Regions from separate parts of the Anser cygnoides genome. Here all the other regions are linked to region 2. Evidence: chromatin contacts called from public Hi-C data. All regions are on one chromosome and are shown on one strand. The core of a region is the stretch at or near the end of the contact, and the rest is flanking DNA. Distances in the headings are between cores, read along the strand shown.

Region 1 (2,700 bases), core at 65-2,564, 110 kb before region 2:
TGGCATATACAAGCACAAACTGCATGTATGTTTCAGAATGAGCCACATACTGCCTCTGAATTCATTTACATTATCAATCACAATTATCCACAGCCCTCAGTCCAGACCTGTCTATCTGCCCAGGTCCTGTACAGACTGAAAGTCCAGTCCCTGCCTGATTCTTTCCATTCACTTTCTAGTTACTGAGAGGGACAGAACACATCTTGAAGCAATAACAGCTTGCAATACATACTTTAAAAAATTAAAGTGCATCTCAGAGCCACGCAGATGCCAATGCAGACATTCCTGCTACTGCTGAGGGGCTGGACACTGGGGTATTGCTGCAGACCATACGGAAGATGAATTACAAACACTTACCTGCAGAACCCGCAGAACAGATGTGCACAATATTGCTGTTGGGTACGAAAATGCCATTAAATTGCTCTTTGGCTTTGGAGTAGCATGCAAAATAGACAGCTCTGTGGGGAAAAAAAAAACAGGAGAAGAAAATCTATGTGATACTCATGACATCAAGTTAGACATGTTGCTATTTTACCCCCTCTAGAAGAACAAGACTCTTTCTCCAAAGGGGCCTCCATACGACTGCTTCCATCTGCAAGTATGAAGACATTTTTTCTCCTTGCAACACAATGCCACTATCTGACTTATCAGCCACAAAGTAGAAATATTTCCCTTTCATACCAAGTCTGAGATGGGAGGCAACATGGTCTTGCAGATAAAGCAAGTTGGATTGAATCCTAACATCAGCTCTGGCATTAAATACCCGTTGCAACCTTGGGAAAGTCACATCCCTACTCTGAGCCTACGCCTTCCCTAAACTTGGTCAGAGCTACAGCCGCCTTAGCAGCACTTTGTACTTTAAACACTTAACCCTGGGCTGAAATGAAAAACAGTTTTACCCACCTGAAATCCCTACATAATGCATGCAAAAAGTAAAAACTCACAGCAAGATCTGCAACAGTCAGTGCTTTAATATTAGCTAGGCACAAGATCTTCAGCTCTGCCAAGCACGGGACAGTCATAGGTATGTGTGGAAACCAAACATTAGGTGCCTGCAAGGCTTCCAAATACAACCACTATAGGTAGTTTTGTTGTTACTGTTTAGAAAAGAGTGGGGGGACCTTTGGGGTTATGTGGCAGCTTTGCAAGTCCATCCCCCTGACCCTCAGCTGCAGTTTTTCATTTGAGAAGAATTTAGGCAGTCAAGGACCAGACAGGTATTCCTGTTTCACCTTGCATCTAGCTCCTACTCAGTGTCTGGGAAACACTTATATATTCACAGGGAAGTGGTAGGCCTTATTAGAAAAATTAAAATATTAACCCTGCAGATATTTCTACAGTACCTTCCCCTGTTTTCTAAAGCATAAAGTCATTGCAAAAGCCACTTAAGTGACTTATTTAAACTACACCTTAATTTAAATTCTCCTTTAGTACTAGGCTAAAATATCCCCTGCCCCCCACTTTTTGTTTTTGAGGATAGCATCATAAACTAAGTTCCACTGATAACAGAAAGCACAGATCAAAAGAAGCAGCTAAGATACACACACACAAGTTTATAGAAGCCAGTAAAATACGAGAAACCTGTCAGATCCAGGTTTCATTTTTAGAAAGACAGGTACTGACTTTCATACCATTTCATCACTTTTTAGATGAGAATTTGAATACTGATGAGAAGCAAGTTCTGGATACATTTAGTGATTGATACATGTAACTGAAAGTGTCATCCAAGTATAAAGCAAATTTTAAAAATTATTTGCTGGCATATGCACGTCTGATACTCTTAAAAAATCTCAGCTTACAGATGGGAGAATTTTCTGACCTATTCTTCTCGATCACAGACTACAACATTCGGGTCGGTGCCTTAAACGTGTCTTTTAGCAAAAGTTTAACTATTTACCTTGATGGTGCAACTCCAACCAAGTTTGGACCCAGACCTCGGAAGAGCGACCTTGGTCCTTCTTTTTCCAGAATTGACCTTAAAATAAAAACAAACGGGAAAAAAATGGGTAGTATTTGGGTTAAAAGTTACATTTCTTGTTCTGGCAGGTGGTCAAAAGAACTGTGCTAAAGAAATAAGTATTAGTTGTGAACCTGTTAGCTCTCAAGCTACACAACAGACTTGAAAATTAGCAGAATTATAGACTCCTGGATAAAAGCCACTGTGCTGTAAAACTTCAGTGTGCTACAGACCAATGCGTGTTGTATGACAGAAGGTTATAATTTCCATTCTTTGAAAGCTGTCAGGAACTGAATTAAATAGTTTCATGGAGAATCCAATGCTAGTTGACTCTGATGAATACAGAATATTTTTGGCATTTTCTGTATCTAAGCAATTTAAGCAGCTCAGGAGTTTGTTGCCTGTATAGAGACATGGGAAAAAAAAAAAAAGCCCTCTTCCCTTTCACAATTAGCTAGTCATGATTTTTTTCCCCAGAGTGAAAGCTGAATGCAGCACCATATTACAAGCTATGTCTCCCCAGGCAGTTCAGGGTAACTGTTCTGGTTCTGAGGACATTCTAAAGAGTTCACAGCATCCTTCCAAAGGAAACACCAAGCACAGAGGTACTCCTGTGCACCACTGCCACACTCATGACCCGGTCTAAAGCAGGAAAACAACCAAATGATGTTTTCCTGCAATTCTGCAGTTGCTCCCGTCCAGGTTTCCAAAGCCATTTTCACCCATTTCCCCACACATCTCAG
Region 2 (2,700 bases), core at 169-2,668:
CAGAGCACATTTTCCACATCCCGGACCCAGCTGCAGCGATCCGACTCCACACAGACACCGCACATCTCAGCTAGCCAGTTCCTGGAACACAAAACCACATCTCTAACGTAAGTTTACAAACAAACTTCAGTCACATTATAGTGCGATTCAGTAACCTCCCCAGCCGGAGAGCGGCTGCGAAAGCCTGCTGCTGATGTACTGCAACAACACAATGCCCCCCAGAGGACTGCTCAAGCTCATCCCTTGTCTTCAGCAAAACTAAGGGCGGGGGGGGGGGGGGGGGAGAATAAACTACAGCTTTACGAAACCATCATCACAACGCCCCAGAGCCATGACAGGGCCGGAGGCCAGGCACACTGACGGAGCAGGGAGGAGACGGGCGCACCAGCAGCCGGTTGGCCGGGGAGGGCTCCTCCAGAAGCCAGTGAAGTGCCTCTCAGCGCTGCCATTCACTTGGTAAACAGTAGCACAGCCCCACCACGCTCCCAGTAGCTTCCCTATCAACTCACCACAGAAATTGCCTTCTTCCTAGGCTGAGATAGGTACTTTGACCCCATCCAGGTCTCTTGCTGAGGAAAGATTGCTTCTGGGACAAAAGGGTCATAAACTCTTCCTGCATCACTATCAGGAAAAGAAAAGCTAATCTATCTCCAAGGCAGCAACTTCCATCTTTATAATCATTTTGTAAACTTCCTTATCTTGAGCAATGGCTCACTTCATAGATTTCTGCCCAGGCATGGCCACCGCCGCTCACCAGCCGCGCTGACTGCCCACGTCCATCCTGCAGCAGCGGGAGCAGACGGCGTGCTTCTGTTGTTCTTCGAGCAACGCTAGGCACTTCGGATGGAGGATTACACAGGCTCCTATCACACTGGCACGGGTTTATGTAGGAAAAAGGCCGATATCCATTAGGCCCGTGCTCCAGAGACCACCAAAGCAGCACCGCAACCACCGAGCAAACAACCCGACCTCCTTACCGAGCTGAGCCTCGCTCACCACCTCCACCCCCGGCTGCACCTCCGGGTCACAAAGCCGGGCTTGAGCCCAGCGCTTGCTCTTTTTTTTTTTTTTAATTCTTATTTTATCTTTCGGGAAGCTGGCACCGGTTCCACGCAGCCCGCGCTGGCCGGGGAGCAGCGCCCCGCTGCAAGGGATGGGAAGGGGAAGGAGGGGAAGGAAGCGGGGGAGAGGCCTCGGCAGCCCGGTGGCCGCCACCCCCAGGGAAGAAACACCCCCCCCCCCCCCGCCGTCGCCGGCTCCTACCGTCCGCAGGCCGCCCCATGGCAGCGGCCGCGCCGGGTCCCGCCGGAGCCTGCTCCCGGGGCCGCGCCGCGCAGCGCCCGTGGCTGGGCGGGCTGCGGGCAGGCTGCAGCCGCGGCTCCTCCCGCCGTCACATGGCACAAATAACGCCCGCAGCCCGCCCCGATCCGCCCCGAGACCGCCCCGGCCCCGGGACCGGCCCCCGGGGTCCGCTTGGGCCCGGCCCCGGGCCTGGCCCCGGCCGGCTGCGGGCCCGTGAGGAGCCCCCGGGCCTGGGCGCGGCGAGGCGGCGGCCTCTCGGCGGGCAGGAGGGGGACCGGCGGCTCTCTGAGGGGGGTTCGGCCCTCGGTTGACGCCGAGCTGTAATATTTGCATGGCAAAGGCTTCGGGCAACGCGTGTCTGCTGTGTTTTTTTTTTTTTTAAAAAAACTGATCGATTTGTTTACAGAAGTAAATCAAGGAAGTACAACCCCGTTGGGTCTCTTCGCAACGCACAACTCCGTTCGTCGGAGACTTTGTGCACAAAGCGAGTTTGGGGACAAATTTGAGTCAGCGATGTCCCTTTGAGATGATTCATTTTCGGTATTCCCAGACAAAAAGAGTGTGTAGCAATACAGCTGGCAGCTACACGCTGGTGACTCGGTGCAAATTAGGCGAGAGCTCCAGGGACCACCCGAGAGCTGCAGGAAGCGGCGAGAATGATTTGGGGGGCGGCATTGTGGCATCCGAGCCGGGACACACCGAGTGCCCCTGCCAGTGACCGAGGTTATTGTCTGGGGGATTGGACATGAACAACGGGCCTTGGCCACTTCTCATCACTAGTGGTCTTGGGGCACACCTGAAAAAGGGAGCGGGGTTCATTTGTGCGTCCTCATTTGTATGTCCCTGCTTCCAGAGGGCTTTGCTTTCATCTCTGCTGGAGCTCCGCTGCAGCACAGGGCCTTAATTCAAGGTTTAACTGTAAATGTGCAAGTGTGTCCTCCCTACCTACCTTCTAATTAGGATAATGAGCCACTCTTCCCCTTGCAGTGCTCCTTCTTAGGGGCTGCAGGAGGCGAGCAGTGAGGAAGGCGATTCCCAGGTGTACAGAGGTGCTGGATCTCTGCGGAGGCTGCAGGCTTTTTGCCACAACTCGGGGGCCATGCATCGATGCACAACTTGCAACATAACAGCAGTGCTTACAAGGAAGAGATCGAGTAGCTGCAGATGGGTGGAGATGAAATTGCATGGCCCCAGGGACTGTATGCTCCCCACTGCTAGCTTCCTTCTTCAGCAAGGTGCTCACAGCAGGGCATTCAGTGACCTATACTGGCGTCGGGAACGGTGCTGAACCCACCGAACTGTCAGGAGAAATAAGGCTGCATCTTCCCTAGGACCTTGCAATGCCAAGGCCGAGGTGTGGTAACTCGTTGAACAACCCCCTCCTCACACCTTTCTGGC
Region 3 (2,710 bases), core at 87-2,586, 120 kb after region 2:
CTGACCAGCTGGCTGACCTGTACAAGGGCTTTGTGAAGAACTACCCAGGTAAGTCCTTCAACCAGGAAGCAAAATAGTTGTGGAGAAATAGGGGTTGATTGAAATAATTTAGGATGCAGCCTCCCTTGTCTGCAGATCACAAGCAGAACAAACCAGCTTTCTAGGAGTTGTAGCCATGTTTTTTTGGGGTGGGTAATGCTTGTTTGAAAGCAGGGTTAGCAACGTGCTGCAGGCCTGACCTTTCATGGTGGTATTTTGTTAAATCTCCTTCTGTCTTCCTCTAGTGGTGTCCATCGAGGACCCATTTGACCAGGATGACTGGGCTGCCTGGAAGAAGTTCACTGGCAGCGTTGGCATCCAAGTGGTTGGTGATGATCTGACTGTGACCAACCCGAAGCGTATTGCCAAGGCAGTGGAGGAGAAATCCTGCAACTGCCTCCTCCTCAAGGTCAACCAGATCGGATCGGTGACAGAGTCCCTACAAGCGTAAGTTGTTCTCCCTTCTTAGCCATGTCACGGAGGGGGATCCTTGAGTGCATGAGAGGGGGACTGTGTAATTGAGGGGGATGAACGTAGAGAACAGTGCAATAGAAATCTGATCGGACATTAGTGAGGCGACTAAAAGGTAACTCATAGAGGCTATTGGCAAGCAAGCCTGTACCTTCATGGCCTTGAAGTCACATGGGCGCGTCGAACACTGCTTAAGCATGTGTAAAAGCAGCTTGTTATCACTGTTTTCACGTGATTCTAGCCCTGACATACCAAAGGGCAGTTCTGTCTTGCCAAAGCAGAGAATACCTGGTGCTTGGCAGCAGCATTAGAGCGAAGGTCGCTATGCAAATAGGGTGGTGTGACGCTTTGCCTGTCTTTCTTCCAGCTGCAAGCTTGCCCAGTCCAATGGCTGGGGCGTGATGGTGAGTCACCGCTCTGGAGAAACAGAAGATACCTTCATTGCTGACCTGGTGGTCGGCCTCTGCACTGGTCAGGTTGGTGTCTGTACCTGCTGTAGTTCGCTTCCTTGTCTGATTAGACAGTGCCATGGTGCATAGCAGGTGGGGTCTGCTGTGACTTAAGGCATGAAGACTTCCTGCTCCTATGTACAGGAAGCTGATCTGCCTAATGGGACTGTGACATGGGAGCATGTTATCTTGTGTAAACTCACCTTTAGCCATCAATTAAACTTCTGAAAGTGAACTCCATTGGGTGTGTCAGGATTTGATACGGAAGCTGTTCCAAAGTGAACATTCCTTATTGCTCCTGAGCACTATCATGTTTGAGTGTACGGGTATTCAAAGCCTGGTGCTGAAATCAAGCTTGTAATTGCGCTTATTACTCTAAATAGAGTAGTTTTGTAATTGCATTCATGGCCTTACTTCTGCTATAGTTCCTGACCAACCTTCTGATTTCCCTTCCAGATCAAAACTGGTGCCCCCTGCCGATCTGAGCGCCTAGCCAAGTACAACCAGCTGCTGAGGTGAGACTTGAGATGGGCAAAGGGATAAGGGCTAGGCCTGACATAAAATGGATGCTCCACTAATGCATTCAGGGCACAGCTTGCTCTTCTGTGCAGCTTAAGGACAAACTGATGCTAGTAGAAATGCTTTTGGGCTGGTGCCCTGCCTGCAGAGCTGGCAGTGGGATGAATGATGAGTTGAATGGGTTATGGTCATAATGGAGACACAAAAGGGGAGCCTCGCACAGTGTTCAGTGACGTTGTCTCTGTGAAGTTGTCCTTCTGACTGCATGATGCAGTTGCCTTGGGCAAGCGTTTCAAATGTCTGAGCAGAGTTGGGTAAGGTGAGGGTTACTGACCAGGGCAGCTAAATGTGTGATTGTTCAAGTTGCTTGGGGAAACTGACTGGTGACCCTGATGGTACCCTCAGTGCCTCTTAGATCAGGTGGTTTGGTGTAAGGTCAGCGGCTGTGCCAATGCAGTTCTGCTCACTCAGCTTTTTCTTCCCTTGTCTTCAGAATTGAAGAGGAGCTTGGCAGCAAGGCCCGCTTTGCTGGAAGAAACTTCAGGAACCCTCGCATCAACTAAGCTGCGTGGATCAGACACCCCTGTTCTGGTTTAAAGCACTAGTCACCTACTTAGATCACAATTACCCGTATTAGAAAGATGAGGGCAGCTGAAGGAAAAAGACCGGTTTGCAGGTCCTCTCCCTCCCTAGATGACTCCTTCACCTAGTGTTTCCACCAGCTCTGATCTGTTACTTGTAACAATCTGCTTTTGTAGAACAATCCCAGTGAGGTTTTGTGTTAAACATGCTCCGGAACCATGACCCGTTGACGCTGGGCATAAGCAATTCCCTTCTCTGCCTGTCTGGTCTTTGATGTTTGGAGCTGTTTGACTTGCAGGACAGCAAGAGGTACCTACAAACAGAGATAGTAGTGTTTTTACATGTGATAAATAAAAAGCATCAAACAACCCAACAAAGTGTGGCTTTGAGTTGCTTTGGGGGGGGTGAGGAAGAGGGGTACCTGTGTCTGCATAAGTGTGTCCTGTTTCAGGGTGCAGAGTGAGAGTTGGACTAATCACTGTGCTTTGGGGGTGGACTTAAATTGCTTTGTGACAAATACACGAATAATTAGCTGTAAGTACGTGCCTGCAATCAAAAAGTGGCCTTCAAGGATGTTTTTTGTGAAGGTGGGATGAGACATAGGTTTTGAACTATGAGATCAGTTACAATCCCTGAGGGAAAGAGAGAAG

What was found. A called contact is a pair of places that touch in the nucleus more often than the background predicts.
Region 1: a contact with region 2 is called in a Hi-C map of liver, with 7 times the contacts expected there. The contact joins the enhancer-like site here to the promoter of SPSB1 in region 2. A contact is called at or near these places in 2 of 7 Hi-C or Micro-C datasets (both in liver).
Region 3: a Hi-C map of liver shows a contact between it and region 2, with 15 times the contacts expected there. The contact joins the enhancer-like site here to the promoter of SPSB1 in region 2. A contact is called at or near these places in 2 of 7 Hi-C or Micro-C datasets (both in liver).

The regions. Positions count from the first base shown.
Region 1 is chr23:4,274,312-4,277,011 of Taihu_goose_T2T_genome, forward strand. SLC25A33 (solute carrier family 25 member 33) reads right to left here. Exons shown (of 7, transcript XM_048067300.2): 3 at 1,898-1,975; 4 at 358-458. Among named protein-coding and RNA genes, the nearest start is that of TMEM201, 10 kb to the left of the region's middle. Within about 2 kb of position 1,315, at least 1 of the 3 cell types and tissues checked has open chromatin away from gene starts, as enhancers often do. A contact at or near this core is called in liver, where this site is marked.
Region 2 is chr23:4,383,263-4,385,962 of Taihu_goose_T2T_genome, forward strand. It overlaps SPSB1 (splA/ryanodine receptor domain and SOCS box containing 1), which reads right to left and starts at 1,419. Exons shown (of 3, transcript XM_066982103.1): 1 at 1,264-1,419.
Region 3 is chr23:4,502,200-4,504,909 of Taihu_goose_T2T_genome, forward strand. It overlaps ENO1 (enolase 1), which reads left to right. Exons shown (of 12, transcript XM_048067332.2): 8 at 1-48; 9 at 285-486; 10 at 878-986; 11 at 1,416-1,474; 12 at 1,972-2,437. The coding sequence ends at 2,041. Among named protein-coding and RNA genes, the nearest start is that of ENO1, 12 kb to the left of the region's middle. Within about 2 kb of position 1,337, at least 1 of the 3 cell types and tissues checked has open chromatin away from gene starts, as enhancers often do. A contact at or near this core is called in liver, where this site is marked.